3 separate regions of the Mus musculus genome follow, and regions 1 and 2 are each linked to region 3. Evidence: chromatin contacts called from public Hi-C and promoter capture Hi-C data. All regions are on one chromosome and are shown on one strand. Each heading gives the region's core, a stretch centred on a gene start, on an enhancer-like site or on the middle of the called end of the contact. The rest is flanking DNA. Distances are from core to core; before and after follow the strand shown.

Region 1 (3,999 bases), core at 52-2,551, 350 kb before region 3:
GAGCAAAGGTCACCAGCATCAGGACAGGCTATGTGACATTAATGATGCTTTGGGTCCCAGTGATCTGTTTGTGATTCAGAGATGTGTGGCATGGGGCAGGATGTGTGAGGAACATTTAGGAGGGCTGGGCGGGGAAGTCAAGATGCTCTCTCCAATATGAGAGACCAGGAGCCGGGGCTGGTTTGGATTTTGGCTTCACACTAATGATCCCTAGAAAGCCATATCCACCCACAGGCTTCCTTCTGTGCAACTAGACCTCAGATGCAGTGGGGACTCTAGAGCATCGTACCCATCAGTGATGTCACTATAGGATTTTAAAGACAGTAGAGGCCTGGGAATCACCTGGCCAGTGGATTCAGTTTGGGAAGAACAGTTCAAAACCCAGGCTAAGGACGTAGCTCAGGTTAATTGCACAGCCCTGGCTCAGGCATTGTCTTCTTACAAACTGATCTATAGCCCTGAGCTGCATCCCAGCACATCCCTGTCCCTACTAGAGAGTCTGGAATAGAATTGCCAGCACTTTTCTTTGAAGTTCTGCACAGTCCGCTGCCCTGGAGCCTCCTTGCTGAAGGACAGAAGTGACTGCTAGTCGACCAGCTAGGAGCAGTGGTCTCCCTGCTCCCATCACCCCCACTCTCTGCTCTCACCTCCCTGGCCCTCTAGCCTTAGGAAAACCCCTTAGCTTTGTCTCTCTCCAGGTTCCAAGCCTTGCGTCTAACAATGCTGCAGCGTCTGGAACAGCTGGTGGAGGCCAAGTAACTAGCCAGAGCTTGCCTTTTGTGATGCCTGCAGTAGCAAGTGTGCATGGAGTCCCAGGGACCCAGCTCTAACTGATCGCTGACCAATGGTTGCTGCCCAGTACCCATGCTCATTCCACCTCTCCACGGACGACATAGCATCCTGCATCTCTAGTCTTGGTACCACGGTGAGCATGCACAGGCACACCCAGGAACTTGCTGGCTAGGATCTATGCGCAAAGCTGGCCTACGTGGTAATAAAGAGCCTTGGAACTGTGGTACCAGCCACATTGTATGGTTGATTAGTATGGCCAGCCTTGTTCCTGTGTATTTCCAGCTTGAGAGAGCTGTATAGCACCTATCCCTGGAGAATGGGTTTCATCTGCTTGCCCAGTGCCTGTCCCTGAGCCTCTGCATGGCCACAAGTCCCTGCCCTTATCACCCATGCGAACAGAAACTCTGTCTTCCCTTGCTTCTCATTGCCTCTCAGGAACCATTCTGGAGCAGGAGCTGCCAACAGTCGTGAGATATGGCCTGCTTCTAACTATTGCTTCACCATGATATCCTGGCTTCCGAGCCTCCTTTCCCAGCCAACATTCCTGGCCTAGAGGTTAGATCGGGACTAGGACTACCAAGATCTCCTCAGCTCTTGGCACAAATCACCCTTAACTTGTGAGTGTGATTCAAAGAAATCCTTGAAAGGAGTTGTCTTCAAGAAATATGTCCATTGAATTATGTTTCGGAAGTTGATTCATGTAGCTGACAGTGGATCCAGAAGGGTCAGTCCCCTTCACTCCATCTTGTGGATGTCTATATATGTCTCCTGCTTTCCTTGAGACAGAGCTTGTTTCTCTCTAGTGGATAGGGACAGCTCTCAATACTTCCTACCAAAGCTCTGCAAAACATGGAAAAACGTCTATTTGAGGACAAAAGGCTTCTAATCCCTTAGATACAGATACAGAACCACTTGTTTGCTGGCTGATTGAAACCTCTGGAATGAATGAGAAAACTATGCAGTGGTTTATATCAGTTTTGGGAATGATTGTCTAACAGCAAACTAAAGGCCAGCTTCTTCTCCTGAGGTCTGTGGACAGTGGATTTAAAGAGAAGTATGATGAAGGCCTTCGAAGACAGAGTTCCATCTTCAAGGCAGTGCATGTAGAAGCCACTCATGGAGCCCTGAAGAGCAGAGTGTGAGAACAGCTGTGCAGGGGGAAGCCACAAGGCAGGGTAGATGTCGCCTCTAGATTTTCCAGACCCAGCTCTGTTTCACAGAGATGCTCAGCTGCCAAGAGAGGTCTCTTGCCTCCTCCCCTCTTTGGCACTGTACTTTCTTCGGTGCTTAACAAACGCCTGTTGTGTTGAGCAGAAACTGCAGGACCAACCTTTCTTGTGCTTCTTCTTGTTGTGCTTATTGCCTTGATCTGTTTTTCTAATCCCCGAAGCTGTTGTACCACGCTATTAAGAGCTGCAGCTGACAGAGGAACCACCCACCTGTTGGAACCTGTCCACATTGACAGGACTTCTTCACCTCGTGCACGGTCTGAGAATTGGTGTGACGCCTGAGGCAAGGCTGCCCTGCTTTAGAACACAAGAAAGGACTCACTGGTGGTGGCCTGTGGATGGCCTGAGCAATAAAGTCATCCTAAATTGCAGAATTTTAGCATCAGAAGTGCAAAGGAATCTTCTAGCCAAAGACTCTGAAATTGAAAACCTGAACTGGATTTTTAGCCTCAAGACATCTGCCTGTCCGGTGCTCAGAGGTAATTAACTGACTTGACTGTTTTATGCCAGGCCTGTGCTAGACCCTGGAGGAACAAAGACAGAGCCTTGGTAATTCCTCTTCTGGAGGAGCAGACTTGGAGACAGTTATGCGCCTGATATTGAGTAGACAGCTAAGAGTGAATGGTACTGAATGGTACTGTAAGCCACGAGACAGCTTCCGTCCCTGACCCAGGAACTCACTCAGTGCTGGGGGAACCACTGACACAGGAAACCCTGGAAGTGGCCACCAACTTGGTGGTGTTTCACAGCTGTCCAAATATTACTTAAGGCTTTTTAAAATAAGTTTTACTTTCAAACTATTATCAAAACTAATTTCTGAATGACTAGAGTTTGGAAAAACTCTAGCAAGTTGCACAGAGCAGTGCTCTCTGCTGTGTTCCTCTGAAGTGTTCACAAATGTTAGACTGACCTGCCACATCTGCTCTTAGAGGACAACTGGAGAACCAACCTTTGCAGGGCATAACAACCCCAGAACTTGAGACTATGGAGGCTGTGGCTTCACAGTGCGCTTGGGCTATCACCTGCGATGGAGGTCACAGCCTTCTGGTGTGTTCTCCACTTCTCAGATGATAAAGGTATCTATAGATAAAGTGAAGATCCCGGTTAGAAAGGACTGTCTTCCAAAATAGATCTGTCCTCAGAGCTTCACATAGTAAACAGCACAGGTCGAAATCAGTGTGATTACAAGATTGCAAAAGTCCCGAGCTCAGGATAAACAGGGTTGTTTGTCCAGATCAAATGACCAGAACGGATCGGAAACAGGAGTAGGGGAAAGACTTGTTTTTCTAAAGCAATAATAACCTTTAGACTTTCTCAGTGACAAAACAAAGTCTTTCACCCAGAATACATCTGGCTTCTTGGTCACAGGGCAAGGAGAGAGGGCTTATTTACTCTACTCAGGTGATCTGGTAGGAACTGGAATTATGCCAGCTGCACTGTGTGAACACAGCTGCAGAGTGACAGGCCATGGAATGTCCTTATCAGGAGTACTCTGACTACCAGGTCCTCAGGCCCTCTGACCCTCATCAGTGGCAAGCAGGAAGTCTGCTAGGTCCCAGCCAGGCAGTAGCACGTTTCAAAACAACCAGACGCATGGACTATATTTAGGCCCCAAGAACTACACTTGGGTATTAGCCAGCTGCTGACGTGCCAGGAGCCTCACAGAGCCTGAGGTGGGGTTCTGTGCCCTCCAGCAGGGTTGGGACAATGGTTTGCTGCTAATCTAAGAACATGGCAATTCCCAGGGTTTCCTTTTTCATCCAGCCCAAGGGGCATAAGACAGTGCCTCAGGCTTGTCTAACTGACTCATTGTCCAGGCTCCTGGGCTGAAGGACCCACTTTGAGAGAAATAGAGCATGTTTGATCCCATACTCAGGCCATTCAAATGACCCGTCCTGCTGTCCCTGGACTGTGGGTCAGTTCTGCCCATGACAGCAGCACTCCTCACTGATACAGGGCTTACTCATGTACATGTACG
Region 2 (3,933 bases), core at 339-2,838, 380 kb after region 3:
TTCCAGAGGGGTATACCAGGTTCTAAGAGTCTGACTGTCTTACAGCAGTACCACAGGATAGACCCCCATCTTGGATTTTTGAGACAAGGTTTCTCTGTGTAGCCTGGCTGTCCTGGAACTCACTCTGTAGACCAGGCTGGCCTTGAACTCAGAGATCCACCTGCCTCTGCCTCCTGAGTGCTTGAATGAAAGGTGAGTATCACTGTTGCCTAGCGTATAGATCCCATCTTAGGACAAGGAACCAGAGCTTAGAGAGACCCAAACCTTCCGCCTTATTCAACTACCAAGTGGTTAATCGGGTGTTGCCTCTTGGGCCACTCTATCCCCAGAACAGACTACAGGGCCTTTGTCCTCGTGTCCTCAGTATTACAGGCCATTGCATCCTGTGACAGAAAATGCTTTCATCAGTTACCTCAATACTGCTGATCAGTTCTAGGTATCGAAGGTCCTGGACTCTGGTGAAGGCCTATGGGAAAGGAATAAGAATAGAGTCAGCTGCCTTCTTGTTCTCCACAGGCTGATGGGGGTGGGATACACCAAGCTCTAGAAAGAGAGCCAGCAAGCAGAGGAGGGAAGCTCGAGTCATCATTGTGTGCTTGGGAGGTGTGCCACCCAGAGAGGCTCATCCTGCCTTCATCTCAAGGATTAGTCCTTACAAAGAACTGTAAAGAAGTCCTGGGAGCATCAATCATTTTGGGATTAAGTAAAACAGAACTATGATCCTACAGTCTACAGTGGAACCCCTTGCCAGATACTGCTCATAAGGGAAAGGCAAGCCGTGCTGATTCCAGTCAATGGCATCTGCAGAGCAGGCAAGACACAGAGACAAGAGCCTGCACGCTTCTCCCTGTGATTTGGATGGGAAGCAGTAGACAGCTCTGCTCACTCACAGGGCACACAGGGAGAGGAGGAAAAGGCTCGGGAAAGAGCAGTTCTGAAAGAGGACGGTAGGGGATAATCTCCTGGTCTCTAGAAAGTAGACTTGCATGTTAATCCTGAATGCGCATCCCCTGCTTGCACTCCAGTAGGGGTACAAACTTCTGATGTATGGATTTCTAGAAGGTTGTGAGGGTCCGGCAGACTGGTGCCAGTGAAATGCTTTTTGCTGCTCTCGGGTACCATGAGAGACTTAAGGGAACTGAACCTCTGTGTGCTCTGATGGCAACATCTATACCCAGCTGTGCTTTCTGTGTTGTCCATGTGGAATGGACTGACACATGCCCAGAGCAGCAGCTTCTGAGCCATCATGGTTTAGGATGCACAACTGCCCTTGGCCACTGCTAGGCACCCTCTATGCTAGAAGAATGGGGGAAAATGATCATGTCATCCCGTTTCCGGCTGCCTCACAGATGGCCACAGGGTGATTTCATCTTTCTACTCTACAGGGCCAGGATCTATTCAAAGGCCGGGGACACAGGAATTTCACTTGGCCTCTGTCCCCTTCCCTAGTTCATGGGTTCACATTGGAAATGGGAAGTTTGGCCAATTAAACAGAGAGCTAAATCTCCCTGAGCCAACCGCACAAGTACGAGGCAGATTCCCTAGGGACGACTCTTCCTGTCTGAGCATGAGCAGTGGCAGACGGCAGGATTAGGCAAGCACTGCCCAGGAGAGGCCTGGCAAGTGGCTTTCTTTCTGAAACAGGGACTGACTATGTTACCTAGGCTGGCCTTGAATTTCTGCTGAAGAGCTGGGGTGACGAGCACATTGCACAGTACCCAGTATCCGCGAGGAACTGGTCAGTCAGGCAGTGTGGACAAAAGTAAAATCTGCCCTTCTGATTTGTGTTTTTTAAACCATGTATGGATGCAGGTCCCTGGTAATGGGCAGAGTAGGAAAAAAAGACTCTGGTCTCAGCCCAACAGGACCTTGAGCTATTTCCTTCCTATGGATGGGATCCAGCAGCCTTCTTTGTGGTCAGGCAAGCAAGTGACACCTCTTCAAGGGCCTGTCTGGTTCTGAGCACTGGATTTCTGAATTTGATAAGTCTGTCACTAGCATCCTTCAGCCTTGATATACCGCAGAGTCAGGGTGCTATTCGGAGTGGTCAGTCACAAGACTGTGAGTAACTTCCACAGAGGGAAGTGGGGAGCAGGGAACAGATGAGCTGGCAGCTAAGCAGCTCTCCTGTGCCATCTAGTGGGAGCACCCTTCTAGGCCAGGCCCCTCCTTCCACAAGTCTGAGTCCTGAAAAACCGACTGACACCCAGGGGAGAGAAAAGCCAAGGATTCAGGATTAAAACAAAACATCAGTCAAAGTCTATGCTCAAAGCTCTACGACTTTTCAAAATATCATGCTACCCACAAGAAATATACACACAATTTTCATTTGTCAAGTAAAATGACTAAAGAAATACCATTTTAACAAAGAACCCAGCGATCTGATATGCTCGTGTCTATTCTTGAGTGTTCTGGGATGCGAGGTGGGGTATGAAATGAAGAGAAGGATATATCCCAGCTCCAGTTCCCTTTATCTGGCCGCATGCTCTATAGCAGGGCAGTAATAATACGAGCTGGCTCTTAGGCTCTAGATGTGAAGGGTAACTGACTAGAGAATATAACTTTATTTCTAGCTATAGCCCGAAGACACCCTGAAAACCTATTGGTATTCTTTACAGGCTTGCATTTCTAGGTGGGGCAGGAGAAGGAACTTCCCCCCTCCTGAATTCCTAAAGCCCTAGTCTAATACTTCCCAATGCTTATCTGATCTAAAAATATGTAGGTAATTATTGGGTAGCTTGACTTTTCTTCATGCACTGTGTATTGAGACAGGGCCTTGTGCATGCTAGCCAGTGCTCTACCACTGAGCAGCGACACCTCCAACTCTGTGTGATATGGTTGGCATTTGCACAGCTATTCCAAACTCCTTTACCAGGCCTGGGGAGGCCTCAAGGTGAGTACAGAATAGAGGAAGAGTGCTATGCATTTTAGAAGCAGGGATAGAGAAGTCAGGCTGAGAGAACAGGCTGGGAAAAAGCCCAGCTCTGAAGTGTGCTCTGTTGTTAACAAGAGGCAGGTACCACATATGTCTGCAGGTACTTCAGTATCAGTAGCCTGGGCAAGAGGAGACTCTCCACTTGGCTATGGGAGAGAAAGCAGGGAAAGAGGACAGGAGAGGCTGGAAGCCATTCACTCTTCTCCCTTGATCTATCAGATGGGCACTCATAAGTCTAGGAAAGGTTAAATATTTTTGACCATTTCCTTAGCTTTTTTTGGCTAAACTAAAAGTAGCACTGTGAATCATGTCAAGAGGGTATGGGGACACTGCCACACTGCTGTGGGAATCAGAGAGCCTGACCATCTCCTCTGCACTAAGCCAGTGCTAAGAACAATGGTGGTGTGATAAATGGCTGGCGCTTAAGCCAGCCTGAGCTACCTCATTAATAAATGGCTGCCATGAGCAGGCTTTATCTAGGTTCTTTACATAAATGATTACTACCAAGACTGGCAGCCAGAATCAACCAGATGTTTTACTGGCATTATCTGCTTAGATCTTCCCAGCTTCCTGAGAACAGGTCCTTGTCTGCCAGAACCCTCCAGAAAAACAACCCCGGGAGGGTAGTTACCACCACTGTGAAAGGGGAGACTGAGGAGACTTCAGAGCCCATTAGAGTCACTTTCTGCCCCTTTGGTGTTACTGGCACCTTCTGCCTCAAGGGACCCTTTCAAGGACCAAATTCTGGCTCACACTACTAAGTGCATACCTTCCTTGCCGTCTCAAACTCTAGTCCTTCTAGAGCTTCCATGGCCAGTTCACGCCAATCAGCGTCTGTCACTCCCAAGCAAGCGATCTGATATGCTTCTTTGAACATCTTCCTATCGAGGTACTGGTACATTGGAGCGGACTGCAGGGTTTCAGGGAGAAAGAGAATAGTTCAGAGTAGTCAACGAGTCAGATTACAACCAGATGTTCACAGTGACATCACCAGAAAC
Region 3 (3,864 bases), core at 217-2,716:
ACATTTCTGCATCTTGCTACAGCAACAGGATATAGATGCTGAATGCATGCAGACACACTGTGCATGTGATAAGACGATACACTCCAAACAGGCTCCTGACGTTTTATATTTTATATAGCATCCCTTATTAGTTTTTAAAGAACTTAATGAGTACTGCATTTTCATATTTCCCCTCCTTCCCCCTTCCCTCCAATCCTTACTGTGTCTCTCCTAAATCTGCTCAAATTCATGGCTTGCTTTGTATTAATATGAAACAAAAAAATGCATTTTTATGCTGCATGCCTAAAAACATGCTTAAATAAAAACATGAGGTCACTTATATTCCTGTACAAAGACAATTGATAGATTTATCTATTGTTATTTTAGCTAAATCCCTTCAGCCTTCTCTGCTTTTAAATACTGGTTCAAACGATCAATCACTTAAATGTATTATAAATCCCACTTACTTTAGATTATAAAATAATCAAGAGAAAGACAGAATACACGCCACATAGCACACTCACACACACACATACACAATTGGGAGATACATTCAAGCAATTAGAGGCAAGAGAGAGTTAGAGACAAGACTCATTAGGAGAGTGAGTATCCAGCATGCCCAAGGTCCTGGGTTTAGTCTTTACCAGCAAAAGAAAACAACAACATAAAGCAACAACAGCAAAGGAACTCTCTTTCCGCTTTAAGAATGGATTCTTTCTACAGCTGTTCCTTGAAGCAGTTAAAGGCCACAAGAAAGCATAAGGAAGGCCACTGGTGTGCTAAACTGTACTGCATCAAGGAGCAGCAGGTGTTTCCTGAAAGGCTCCTCTCATGACTCAGCGTCTTAGTCAGGGTGTGTGTGTCCAATCAGAGCATAGGAGACTCACACAGACCTACTGGAGTCATGACACTCTTCACAACTGGTAGCCCAGTGATAGCCAGTTGTCCTCAAGTTTCCAAGCTGTCTGACTTTCATTACTCATTAACAAAGCTGGAACACTGTGCGCAGTGCCCTAAGTGGTGGCCCCAACAGTGGATGCCAATGAGCTGCAGAGTACACTCCCCTGATGTGCACAGGCTCAAGGTTCACCTACCAGCACCAGAAAGAAAAGTGAAATAAAGAGAAACACTAATAGAAAAATAATAAACTCTGAAAGCAATAAGGTCAAAGTATCAAAGATGCCATAGTGTGAAATTAACATCACTAATTTTGAAACATAACATTTTGATTTGTTCTTTCACATTCAGAAAAAATGTATAAACCTTAAAATGATATTATCCATAGAGCTTTCTGCCTTCTCTGAGACACCTATGTGGCCCAAGCTTATTTGTAACTTTCAATCCTCCTACCTCAGATATGGCCGAGATGACAGGCAAATGGCACAGTATCCAGAACCATTTTCAAAATGTAAGGTCCCAGTTCCCATATTACATCACTAAGAGGTAATTATTACCTCGGCCACTGAAGCCATTCCTAAACCAGCACAGGGTGCCGTACGCCAGGAGGTGGGTGCTGAGGTTGTCTGTGTGTGCACAACTCTGTATAACTGAACACTCACTGGGAGTTTGTCATCTAAAAGCAATATAGTTTAGAATATAATTTTAGAAAGGGAAGGTTTTTTTTCTTGTGCTGTTTTACTTGATATTTTGAGGCAAAGCCTTAACATTTTAATAATCCAATCTTAACCAAAATTATGAAGTATGGGGATATAATCTGACATGTGGGAATAAGCCAGCAATGGAATCTGTACTCAACCTCCAGTTTTCTAGTTTGTGGAGGATCAAAACACTCTGAAAACCTTCTAAAAACGAGGGTCACAAAGTAGGACTGTTGTGAGCATGGCTCTATGTGGTGGAGTGCAGATGACAAAGCTGACTTGGGTCCAGTGAGCATGCCAGTGAGTTGGATTGAAATCTTGTGGTGGCTTCCATAGGAACAGCCCCTATGAGCTCTTATGTTTGAACGCTTAGCCACTAATCCCTGAAGAATAGTACCAAGTTACTTAAGAGTGATCATTGGATTGCTTTAATGTATGCCTACCTTTTCTAGTACTTATCGGTCCACCACGCATAGCCAATACCAGCTTCAAGGTACAACCTTCTGAAATGCTGTGAATAATTAGCACAAAAATAAACTACAATCATCAAATAACATTCAGTGTCAAGTGAACCACTAATTATGTACTAGTTTATTACTGCTATTATATATTCCCTAAAATATGAAAAAAGATACAGCAATATGAGTAAATGGAAGATACTATTATATTTACCCAAATGAATTACAGAAAATTTATAAATTCTCATAAGCTTTGTAAAGAGTGGGGCCCAGTCAGGAGATGGTGGCACATGCCTTTGATCCCAGGCTCCAGAGGCAGAGGCAGGTAGATCTCTGAGTTCAAGGCCAGCCTGGTCTACAGAGCAAGTTCCAGGGCAGCTAGAGCTACACATAGAAACTCTGTCTCAAAAATACAAAAAGGAGGACCAAGAGAGAGAAAAAGCTTAATCTAAACCCAAAGAACCAGGAAACAGAAAATGCATTCAGCAAAATAAAAATAACACAGAAAATCCAGCAACTCTCCCAAGTCCTAGTGCTTTTCCAGTTTAATGACACCTCTCACCTCCTAATTCCTTTGTCTTGAGAGTAATAAATTACATGACAGGAAAGAGAAAGGTCAAAAGTCAGAAAGCACATTTGGAACCTCTAGTATACACAGTGTCACTTTATAAAGAGAGAAATGGGTCCTAATGAATAAAGTCTCAGTGGCCAGCAACTCTCCCATGCCCAAAACTTGTGAAACGGAAAGAAAAGAAACTGGGCCAGGTGAGAGTGGGTCAACAGTCAAAGAAAAAAGCAAAGAAGACGAGAAGTGAATACAGTCAAGCGAGGAGGCAGGGCCAACAGTGTGGTATAAACCTAAAAGGTGAACTACGAATATCAGAGAACATAGATCAGGAACAAAGATGGTACTGAGGCAATACAGCTAGAAGTGAGAATTCACAATGACACCTGGGATCAGAGAGCTGTTCTGCAGAGGCATGAAGAAGTCAGCCATGTGGCGTCGTGACACTGAGTACCTCTAAAGAAAACAGTCCTGTGCAGTCCTGATACGGAGTACTACAAAGCTGCTACTGTGTAGTTACACTCACTTGTAATCATTCAAGCAATAATCATCTTCAAGTTCCATGTTATTCCAAATTAAGTGCTGCTGACAGATGGGAATACCTTAAGGAAAGGTGATAATAAAGAGTGTTTAAAATCTCAACACCACCTCTAAAGAGATATACCACTCTTTCATTAAAGAGCTAAGAATACTTATGAATTAAACACACGTCTAGTTCAAGGACTCTGGCCCAACAGCTGTCTTCTTCGATGTATGGCTGGCACCACTATTATTTATCCTGTGGCCAAGAATAACAACTTCAAAATGCCTTTTGTGATCTTCATCACCTTTACCTTTAAAATCTTCCCTTTGCCCAGCCAGATTTCTTTAAATACTCATGGTTTGGCATTTCATACTCACTTCCATTGCAGGAGAGTCTATTCCCAAGAACGTTAGGAGAATCTCTGATTACTACTTACTTTGCCATGATGTCGTATATCTGGGTATTCATTTATATAATATATGAGACAGAAACTAAAAGAAGTCTGCTCAGGATGCTAGTTTTAAAAAAGCATTATAGTCTGGGTGGCTTAAACAGCAGAAATGTGTATCTGGGGCTTTCAAGACAGAGCCCATGGAGTCAAGGTTCCAAGTAAGTTCATGCTAAAGCCACTTTTCTTGGCATGTAAGCAGTTACAGTCCACTGTACATTCACATGGCCTTGTCCATGAGAACACTGAGAAAGAACTCTTATGTCTCTTCTTGCAAAGATACTATCATGAGA

Evidence for each region. A called contact is a pair of places that touch in the nucleus more often than the background predicts. Capture Hi-C pulls out chosen DNA fragments and counts their contacts.
Region 1: a contact with region 3 is called in a Hi-C map of liver, with 2.2 times the contacts expected there. The contact joins two enhancer-like sites. A contact is called at or near these places in 2 of 484 Hi-C or Micro-C datasets (both in liver), 1 of 115 datasets of contacts at active chromatin or transcription factors (pancreatic cancer cells) and 3 of 9 other capture datasets (adipose tissue, embryonic stem cells and liver).
Region 2: a promoter capture Hi-C map of liver shows a contact between it and region 3. The contact joins two enhancer-like sites. A contact is called at or near these places in 4 of 484 Hi-C or Micro-C datasets (B cells, ECoMG myeloid progenitors and embryonic stem cells), 1 of 115 datasets of contacts at active chromatin or transcription factors (double positive thymocytes) and 2 of 9 other capture datasets (embryonic stem cells and liver).

Annotation. Positions count from the first base shown.
Region 1 is chr6:116,634,998-116,638,996 of GRCm38.p6, reverse strand. Rassf4 (Ras association (RalGDS/AF-6) domain family member 4) reads left to right here. Exons shown (of 11, transcript NM_178045.4): 11 at 699-3,999. The coding sequence ends at 759. Among named protein-coding and RNA genes, the nearest start is that of Zfp422, 8.0 kb to the right of the region's middle. Within about 2 kb of position 1,301, at least 28 of the 459 cell types and tissues checked have an H3K27ac peak or open chromatin away from gene starts, as enhancers often do. A contact at or near this core is called in liver, where this site is marked.
Region 2 is chr6:115,899,391-115,903,323 of GRCm38.p6, reverse strand. Ift122 (intraflagellar transport 122) reads right to left here. Exons shown (of 29, transcript NM_001167763.1): 15 at 3,705-3,845; 16 at 413-466. Among named protein-coding and RNA genes, the nearest start is that of Rho, 31 kb to the left of the region's middle. Within about 2 kb of position 1,588, at least 129 of the 459 cell types and tissues checked have an H3K27ac peak or open chromatin away from gene starts, as enhancers often do. A contact at or near this core is called in liver, where this site is marked.
Region 3 is chr6:116,284,078-116,287,941 of GRCm38.p6, reverse strand. It overlaps Zfand4 (zinc finger, AN1-type domain 4), which reads right to left. Exons shown (of 10, transcript NM_001309446.1): 3 at 3,127-3,202; 4 at 2,021-2,088. Among named protein-coding and RNA genes, the nearest start is that of Zfand4, 22 kb to the right of the region's middle. Within about 2 kb of position 1,466, at least 115 of the 459 cell types and tissues checked have an H3K27ac peak or open chromatin away from gene starts, as enhancers often do. A contact at or near this core is called in liver, where this site is marked.